Regions from separate parts of the Sus scrofa genome. Here region 1 is linked to region 2. Evidence: chromatin contacts called from public Hi-C data. All regions are on one chromosome and are shown on one strand. The core of a region is the stretch at or near the end of the contact, and the rest is flanking DNA. Distances in the headings are between cores, read along the strand shown. Region 1 has its middle 44 kb from the start of TMEM17. Region 2 overlaps EHBP1 (EH domain-binding protein 1).

Evidence for each region. A called contact is a pair of places that touch in the nucleus more often than the background predicts.
Region 1: a Hi-C map of retroperitoneal adipose tissue shows a contact between it and region 2, with 2.1 times the contacts expected there. A contact is called at or near these places in 2 of 5 promoter capture datasets (fetal skeletal muscle and liver), 33 of 47 Hi-C or Micro-C datasets (adipose tissue, alveolar macrophages, blood and 17 more) and 2 of 2 datasets of targeted methods (alveolar macrophages and skeletal muscle).

What each region holds. Positions count from the first base shown.
Region 1 is chr3:79,457,620-79,462,670 of Sscrofa11.1, forward strand. No RefSeq gene overlaps it. Among named protein-coding and RNA genes, the nearest start is that of TMEM17, 44 kb to the left of the region's middle.
Region 2 is chr3:79,184,506-79,189,592 of Sscrofa11.1, forward strand. EHBP1 (EH domain-binding protein 1) reads right to left here. Exons shown (of 25, transcript XM_021087470.1): 4 at 1,468-1,563. Among named protein-coding and RNA genes, the nearest start is that of EHBP1, 75 kb to the right of the region's middle.

The DNA.
Region 1 (5,051 bases), core at 1,957-4,456, 270 kb after region 2:
CATGGCTTGTGAGAGGCCAGCAGCAGGCAGGCCCCTGTGGAAGCTCACCTACTGCCGGGGCCCTACCACCTGGCCCTCAGAGAGCAGGAACCTCTGGGAATACTCACCTCCATGTCTCTGGAGTTCATGGAGCCCATGGGCTCCAAACTCCCGGCTCTCCCAGCCCTGAGTCATCACAACCCCACCTGGTCCTGCAGCCAGAAAACAGAACCACTGAATTTCAAGCAACAGAACGGAGAGCTTGAGAGGATTCGAACGGAGCTATTAAGGGGGCAGTCTTGCAATGAGACTAAGCAAAATGAAGCAGGATAGAGCACTGCCAGGAACCAGAAGAAAAGAACCCTTTGGCTGGCACCTGGGGTGGAGGCCTTGGCTTGGCACCAGGGTGAAGCTTCCCAGAAGCATTCTGACAAGGATGCTCCAGAAGTCTCTATGGTGCCTCCAAGTTCGTGTGTTCATAGAATGTGAAAGGAGGAAGAGACATTTTGTGGGACTTTTTTCAGGTCCTTTCTCCTCTCTGAGCCACAGTTAACTGTACAGAGAAGATACTGGACCAGATCTGCCCGCCTCAACCCTTCTGCACATGAAAACCATCTGGAGATGCCCCAGTCATTCCTGCTGTCTGAGATTCCTACATTCCAAGTAATCTAGGGGCAGGTGGAGGGGAGTTGGTGGAAAATGTGCTGCTGCAAGACTGGCCAAGAGTTGGAAAGTGTTTGATCAGGGTGATGGGCAAAGGGGCAGGGGGTGGGAAATATTGTTCTGTTTTTCAGAATAAAAAAGTTAAAAAAAGTCAAAGCGTACTGATAAGCCTACTGATTGCCTGAGGTCTACACTGAAATACTAAATAGCAAAAAAAAAAAAAAAAAAAAAAAAAAAAAAAAAAAAAAAAAAAAAAAAATATACCTAAAACTAGATATGCCTGGGTCTCACCTGGAATTACTACATTGGCATGTCTAGGGGCTGGGGCCCAGCACTGGGGTTTTTACAAAGGAGTCCCAAAAGAGTCTGCTGTGCAGCCAGGATTGAGAACACCAGATTAGACACTCTCTGGTCCCCCCAAGCCCTGAGCAGCTGAACCACCCACACTTTCCACCAGACATAGGAAGTCCCATTCTGGTCCCATTTGCTCTAACATCTTTGCTCAGAGGGGAGAGGATGGGAGCTGCATTTAGAGCAGGAGGTCCCCGCCAGGCCCTCACCCGGGTCCTCTAGGCCATTCAAGCTGCCCCACCCTATTCATGGTGGACCCTCAAATCAGCTGCTCCCGAGGGCCTCTAAGACCACCTATGCCAGCTCAGGGAGGGTGCAGGCTGCTCCTCCAGGTGTGTTAGGAAGCTCCAGGCAGGACCACTCCCTCTCACCCATACAGTGAACTTGACCTTAAGCCTCGTTTTCAGTCTCCTCCTGTATCCACACCATCAGGCCTCCCACCTCTCAGAACACAGAGTCACATTCCTATTGCATTTGGGGTGACTTCCCAGCAGACACTGTTCCTGGACTGCTTCCCAGCATCCTTCTTTTCCCCTGCTGTATTTCAGCCTCTGGGACCAGGAAGCAGCGAACAGGCTGTTTGGATTTCTACACAGGATGCTCAGCTTCCCGGGGCTCCTGACAGGTTCCACCTGCTTTCCCTGCCCCCTCAGCCCAGAACATCAACTGCCCCCACCCCCACCTCCTGAGGGGTGCCCTCAGTGCATCCTACAGGGGGCACATGAGGTGGATGTGTCCTATTTTGCTAAATTTGTCATCTCAGCCTTGACCATTTATGATGGGGTTGGCCAGCTTTCTCCACAGTAAAGTTGCTCTTTTTCTCTTCATAACTGGTAAATATTTTGGGAGAGATACTCAGACTCTACAAATATCCTTCTTCCCTGTCTTCCCTTCCAACTCCCACCCACTGAGTTGAGACCCATCTGTGGATCTTGCCTGCAGTAGTTATTGCTGTGATACGGGCCTAAAGGTGATCTTGTATTTCATGAGCCTTCCCCACTTTGTAGATGAGGGCACTGGCTCGGATCTGTAAGGCAGTGTGCCCAGGTCCCTCATGCCAGTAAGGCAGAACTCCGGCACCAAAGCACTGCCTCTGATGCTAAGCTCTTTACCCTCCCTGGGGAGTGAGCCACGTGCAGGCAGGGGCACCTCTTATAGTCACTTGATCTTCCACTTGGCCTCCTCCTCCAGACACACAGCTGGTTTCTGGACTGCGGGAACTACGTCTCCTGTCTGATCGCCCGTGATGCTCAGGGCAGGGTCTGGCATCGAGTAGGCGCTTGTGGACTGAGCGGTCCCAGAGGACTGAAGAGGGTACACGATCAAGAGGAGAGGGTGGAGCCAAAAGAAGATCGAGCTTCTTTCCCTTAAGGTATTACAGCCACAGATGCACCCTGATGAACAAGGGGAGAATGGCGGCAGGGGGCTCAGGACAACAGACACCTGCAGGGACCTGTGAGCCAGAGGCTGACTGATAGGAGGAGGTGGGAGAACGAGAGGAAAGGCAGAGGGAGGAATTGGGACCATCTCATCCAGTCTATCACTTTACAGATGAAACAGCTAAAGCCACCACGTTTTAGGGCTTTACTGATTATAATCAGACCCTCAAATGCAAAGTGGGGCTTATTAAAAGACTCAGGGAAGGAGTTTACAGAAGCCGTTGGCAGAAGTACAGCCGGGAGGGGCCTTTTCTACCCAATTCTGGCATCTCTGTGCCTCTACATTCACATTTATCTGTCATTCAACAAATAGCTATTGCGCATCTTTATGCAACAGCAGCGTGCTAACTGCAGGGAATAAAACTGAGCAAAACCAGGGTCCGCTTGGCACACTGGGGAGGGGTTGGCTTTGTCTGACTTGTCTTCCCAGGTCGAGGGTGGGGTGATCTAAGCCAGAATGAGAAGCAAAATTGACAACATACAGAGTGATGTCCTGCATAGGCCAGAGAGATGTGGTGACGTGCTCAAGGTCACACAGGGCTGCAACTTGGGTCTTTCAATGCTGATTTCAGGGCACATACATCTTGGTTCACATTCTGATGCAGGGGGCACATGGTGGAGGGGCCTGAGACCCCTGAGGTTGGGGAGGTGGGGCTTGAATGAGACGTGGGTGTTTATGAAGACGTGCTCGCATGTAGGGCTGGGGCTGAGGGCAGGTAGCTGGGTGTGCTGGAGGACTGGGGGCTGGGTGGAGGAAGGGCTTGTCCATAAGGCAGCCACAGGCTGAAACTACTGAGAATCCGCCTCAGGGAGCCAGTTGCAGGCTTCACTTTCCAACTCCAGGCTTCTCCGCTCCTACTGCAACTGTCAGGCCACTAACCTGGCAGCCAGGACTGGACACCCAGGACCTAAACTCCAGGTCTGCTCAGGGAGAAGAAGGCAGAAGTGAAGCTCAGGGGTGCTGAGTGCAGTGACCAGCACTGGACTAGCAGTGGGCATGGGCTCTTGTGCTCGGCACTCAGGACAAATCCCTCCTCCTCTCAGGCCCCTGTCCACTCACTGGATGTGAAATGAAATGAGGGCTGGGCTGGCTCAGAGGTTTTCAGTCTGCATCACCAGGCCCACCCCAGAGATGGGGTGCTGGGGACCTGGAATGAGATTCAGGGATGTGCCTGGCTAACCAGTGCCCTCATGTGGCCCTGGGCCACATTTTGACCAACAGTGGCCTCAATCATCTCTGAAGTACTTCACAGCATCTCCGTGAAAGAGCCAGTTTCCTTGGGCCAGGTAGAGGGGAGGCCACCATCAGACAGTGGCCCTGATGACTGGTGTGTGACCAGCAGAAGAAAGACTGGGCTGCCCCACTGACCAGCAGGCTGGCCAAGCAGGACAACTGCCTACAGGGAACTGGAAGTCAAGCTTGGGGGAGCTTGGGGGAACCTCCGTTCCATCTGGTCAGGTCTCTGAGACCACACTGGCTCTGTGTCCCCTTCCCCAGTGGGCCTAGCCTGCCCACTTCAAATCCTAACCAGGCCAAAGTTCACTTGAACTTATCTGTGTGCTGGAGAGCCCTTCAGGGCCTGAGCCCTGGAAGCATCTGGAATTTGTTTCCCCAAATTCCGAATGATCAACATTTTGAGGAGACCTAGGAACACAAGCAGCTGGCCAGAGACCCCAAGACCAGTTCCTCTGTGGGAAACCCATCCTCACCAGCTTATAGCTTTGAGTCTCAATATGTCCCACCCTGTATGTGCCATCAAAAGCTTCCATCCTTCGAAGTTTCCTTGGTCTCAAAGCTGTCCCATCCACCCAGCCAAAATTACCTGCTTTTTCTTCCACAACGTTGTTGACCATCTTAGTACCCATCTCCGACCCCTCCTGGAAGTAGGGATTGTCCCCTTTTTGTTTTCCTGGGAGGCTGGCACATACCAGGTGTTCATCAAATAGAAAATAGAATAGAATAAGGCAAGGGTGGAGCAAGTCTTCCAATCCGAAAAGTGAAGAAATTATTGTGGCTTGGTATTATTTTAGATAAATCATTAATCTAATGTTACAGGTTGCCAGAGTTTAACAAAATAACCATTTTGCAAACAATATGCTATAACATTTCCTGGCAATAATAACTATTCAGCATTTGGTACTAGGGCTATCTCGAAGAGCCCCGAAGATGAACTGCATAAAGTAGGAATGGCCAGTGACAATACTTAGAATATCATTCATTGATATTCATTGATATTATTCAATGATATAAGAATATCATTCATTCAGTTCGAAAAAGTAGATGCTACCTTATAAAATGAAAAAGGATGATAAACAGGGAAGGATTTTTTTCCCAGGAAGACACACAGGCCCACAAGAACACATGCAGAGCTAGTAATCATGATGGAAGCTTGGCCTAAGAATGAGGGAGTGCCTCTTGCCTCTATGGAATCATATTTTTTTTTTTTTCTTTTGAGGGCTGCATCCGTGGCCTATGGAAGATCCCAGGCTAGGGGTCGAATTGGAGTGGCAGCTGCTGGGCTACGCCATAGCCATGGCAGTGCCAGATCCGAGCCACGAATGAAAACTTTGCCACAACTTTCAGCAATGCTGCATCCTTAACCCACTGAGTGAGGCCAG
Region 2 (5,087 bases), core at 1,431-3,930:
AACCCAGTACTACATCACAGTATGAAAGGACAGGTTACTTTCCTCTTTCGTTTCAGTTTCTTTATCAGTACAATGGGAATAATTATAGAACCTTAGTGATGCTGTGAGAGTTAAATGGAACAGTGCTCTGAAGGTCTTATTGTTAACCTCCAAGTTTACTATATCATTCTAATAGAAGAGGTATGGATAAGGGGGTTTAATGACAGACTTTTAGATCAGCTGACTGAAGGGTAAGAGGCTCTGATCTTTCCTGAAAAGAAAAAGGAAGAGCAGCTGGAAGCTCATTCCTTATTTCTTCCAGGTAAACCAATCAAGTAGAGTGTATATACAATAAGCATAACCAAGTAATGTTATAATGCCAATAATAATAATAATGCCAAAACTACAAAATACACATAAAGTGTTAGGGATCTTTCATAAACTAGAATATTTATGAAATACAGAGCATTTAAAATTAGGGTCCCATCTGTGGGTTAGTACATTAACATTTATCATATTGTTTTGTTCTACTGATCCCTGCTGTAGTTCCAGAACAAATGAATATACTGGATTACAAAATCAAAACCACCTTTTTACTTTTGAAACACACTTTTTCATACTCTAAGCCATATAACTTGCCCACTTAGATTTCATATCCTAAAATATTTGGTGGATTTTTAGTGGGTTTTCAGAAAACCTTAGTTAAGTTAATTAAGGCAGCTTAATGAGATGTCTTTCTTCATTCTATCCTTCTGCACAACTAACTCTGACACAATTGGAATGATTCAAAGAAGAAATAACACATTTGTTTCCTAATCTCACCACTTGCAAGAAGGCTGAAACTGAGACATACTTGTCCTCATCTTTTTTTTTTTTAGCAAATAAGGAGTTAGGAAAGTAAATATTTAGTTCTTAACTGTCATGTGTAAGGACTATTTTATTATGTTTCAAGAAATACGAAAGACATTCAAGAAAAAACATACATATGAAAGAGTCAGGTATAGGCACACTATGTTTTTGGATTTGCACTTGGAATTTATTACCAGAATTTTGATTTTAAGCTACAGTATTTATAAAATATTAATATCAGTAAATATTTATCAAATATAACCTTTAAACTTATATTAACATCAATAAAACATTTATCATATGGTAATTTAAAAACATATTATTAGTCAAACAAGGCTAACAAAATGAAACTCAGGACTAAGAATTCCACAAACCTCAGCTTTCCACAGAAAAAGTACTTTACTCCATTTGAGCTTAACTAGAATAAATTCAAAAAGACTCCCAAATTTATTCAGACTTTATTGACCAAGAAACACCCTGATATCCTTGCATTGTTATAAATTGCTGTATCTCTAAAAATAGTGCATATTAGTGTACCAGATTGGACCCAAATGTACAGGACAACAGATACGGAAATATTCCATCATCTAGAACCATGATTATACAATAATTTCTGTTACTTATAAAAATGGAACTTACCTTGAAAAGTGTCACAGTGATTTCAATGTTTTCAGGAACAGGCCATACCACAACACCACGGTATGGATTTTTTATTCCAGGCTGCCAGCTGTGAGCCTACCAGAATGAAAATAATGGCTTCAATCTAAAGAACAGGAAATGCAATGTTGATAATTTACAAAAATACATTGACCCTATTTAATGATCCAAAAGATCCATCTCCCTAAAACAAAAATGATTAGTCAAATAAAACTTTTCAAGCATTAAACTTAGGCCGTGGACAGTACTATATCACATGGTAGCTACAGATTACTAACTGTAAACAAACCTTTATCCCCTCTCTCTCTCTCTCTCTCTCACACACACACACACACCCACACACCCACACACACACACACACACACACACACACACACACGGAGGCAAAAATGATGTGCCTTTTTTTTTTTCTTTTTAGGACTGTATCTGTGGCATATGGAAGGTCCCATGCTAGGAGTCCACAACTGCTGCCTATGCCACAACAATGCCAGATCCAAGCTGTGTCTGCAACCCACACTGCAGCTCACAGCAACGCCGGATCCTTGACCCACTAAGCAAGGCCAGGGATCAAACCCACGTCCTCACAGATACTAGTCAAGTTCTTAACCCACTGAGACACAACAGGAACTCTTGAATAAAAATCTTATTAGGATATTTTTTTAATCAGTCTCTGATCTAGAACTCAAAGGCAAATTCATTCTTTAAAAGAAGAAACTGATCAAAATGGCAGAGGTGTGAGATGTTATGCTCATCTTCTCCCACAAACACATTAAAAAAAACCCACATCTACATGTAGAACAATTCACACAGAACATCTACTGAAAACTGGCAGAAGAACTTAAACCTCCTAAAAGGGCAGGAAATCCTCCACATAACTGGGTAGAACAAAAGAAAAAAAAGAGAGAGAGAGAGAGAGAAAAGAAATCAGGATAAGACTAGCACTCCTGAGAGGGAGCTATGAAAGAGAAAAGGAACCTGCACCCTGGGAAGCCACCTAACCGAAGCAGAGATCAGCCAAGTTGGAGGGACCTCAAAGTTGCTGAGAAAGGAAAGCAGCTGGACTGAGGAGGGCAAAGCAGAGTGAGAGCAGATCATCTGCACCACTGCCCCGGACACCACAGCCTGAGATGCTCAGGCAGGGACTGGGCACTGAGACTCAGGCTCCAGAGGTCAGTTCTGGGGAGAGCACTAGGATTGGCTGTGTGGAGACAGATGGGCTGAGGGGCTAAGGAGAAGTGTGCCATGGGCTGGGGAGCAGAACGCTACAGCCGAAAGAACCTGGGAAGAGGTCTGGGCCCATAGGAGAAACAAGGCACTGTTGTTGGGGAGGGCAAGAAGAGGAGGGGCAGACTGCCATAGGAATCTCTTTCCCTGAGCACACATAGGCTCTCAGATGGTGGGGCACCTCTGGTGCAGGCTACTGGTGGTGAGAGGCCACTTGCTCAGGCTTCAGGAGACTAGATACCTTTTGTGTGGGCTATGGGTGGCCAGGCACCTCTTGTGTGTGTTGAAGACAGCAAGGGGCTAAGCATGACATGGCACCTCTTGCATGATCTGCAGGTGATGGGAACAAACCAGAGCAGTCATCTCAAAAACCAGAAGGGGAAGGGGATGTGGCCCATCACCACTAGGGGTCTGTGAATAGGCTCCACCTGTGGCCTCAGTTAACTCAGAGGTCGGCAAAAACAGGGCACTGCAACTGAGCACCACCCGTTGATGCTCTCACTCCCCTGGGAACAGACCTGCCCCACTGCTGCCAGTGCCAAACACTCTGTGCAACACCCACACATGCTTGATCACTCTCACTTGCCAGGACCCTGCAACTAGGAGCAGCCTGTGCAGCAGCTCCTGTGTGGGCTAAGAGGGACAGGGTGCTTCTTGTGTGGTACACAGGTGGCAGGGGGAAACCACCACAGTTACTCTGACTCCAGAGGTGGGCATGGCCCACCACCAATAAGGGTCCATGAACAGGTACCACTTACAGCCCCAATCACCTCAGAGAGCACCACAGAGGAGAGCACTTTAACCAAACACCAGCTGTTGTTACTCTCTGCCATGCCACTGCCAAATATTCTGGACACGGCCTAAGTCTGCCTGAGGCTCATTACTACTTCCCAGGGCCCTGCAACTAGGAGTATCCTACACCACCTTCCTGCAGGTCTGTGCTACTGTCAAGAGCCCAGCAACCAGGCACTGACTACTAGCCCTAACTACTGCCTCCTTGCCCTACTACTATCTCCTTCTCCCTGGGAAACACACTCAGCACCTATCAAGAGGATAACAGCCTGCTCATACTGAAGAAAGAGGTAGCAAATATCCAAACTCCCAGCCAAAAATATACAGTAAACCCCACAAAACACAAATGGGCGTGTTTACAAAGAAACAGCCCTCCAAGACTACAGTAGTTGGTTTCCCTAAACTCACAGAAAAAAAAAAAAAAAAAAAAAAAAAAAGTATAAGCGAAATGAAGAAGCTCAGGAACCATTTCCAGTTAAAAGAACAGGAGAATTCACCTGAAGCAGCAAACAGTGAAAGAGACCTCCGCAGTCTAATAGACACTGAGTTCAAAAGGGAGACAGTAAAAATACTGAAGGAATTAAGGGTGACTATGAAGGAATTAAGAGTAGATATAGGAGTTCACGTCATGGCACAGTGGTTAATGAATCCGACTAGGAACAATGGGGTTGTGAGTTCGATCTCTGGCCTTGTTCAGTGGGTTAAGGATCCGGCATTGCCATGAGCTGTGGTGTAGGTTGCAGACGCAGCTCGGATCCCACATTGCTGTGGCTCTAAAGGAACTAGAAAATATAAGGAGGAAGCAAGAAAAATTAGAAAATTCATTGTCAAGTTAGTGCAAACTGAGTTAAAGGAACTAAAGAACAGAATGAATAATGCAGAGGAATGAATTAGTGACTTAGAAGATAGAATGGGGAACTCAACCACTCAGGACAGCAGACGGAAAACCAAAGGAAAAAACATGAAAGCAATATAAGAGATTTATAGGATAATATAGAGTGGGCCAATCTACACATAATAGGGACTCCAGAAGGAGAAGAAAAAGAAAAGAGGATTGAAAATATATTGGAATAAATTATGGCTAAAAACGTTCCAAATCTAAAGAAAACAGATATCAAGATACAGGAAGCACAGAGGGCCCCAAACAAGATGAACCCAAATAGGCCCACACCAAGACATATTATAATAAAAATATGAAAAGTTAAAGAAAGGATTCTAAAGGCAGCAAGAGAAACACAAAGCATTAATTATAAGGGAACACCCATAAGACTATCAGCTGATTTCTCTACAGAAACACTACAGGCCAGAAGAGGGTGGGGCAAGATATATTCAAAGTTCTAAAAGGGAAAATTTGCAGCCTAGAATACTCTACCCAGGAAGAATACCATTTAAAATACAAGGAGAAATTAAGAATTTTGCCAACAGACAAACAAACAAAAAAAAGAGTACAGCAATACTAAACCTGTTCTAAAAGAAATACTGAAAGAGCTTATCTAAATAAAAAAGAAGTATGAAGAAATAGGATGGAGGAAATCACAATTGGAAAGCAATCACTTAAATAAGCCAGTATACAGATTGAAAAGGAA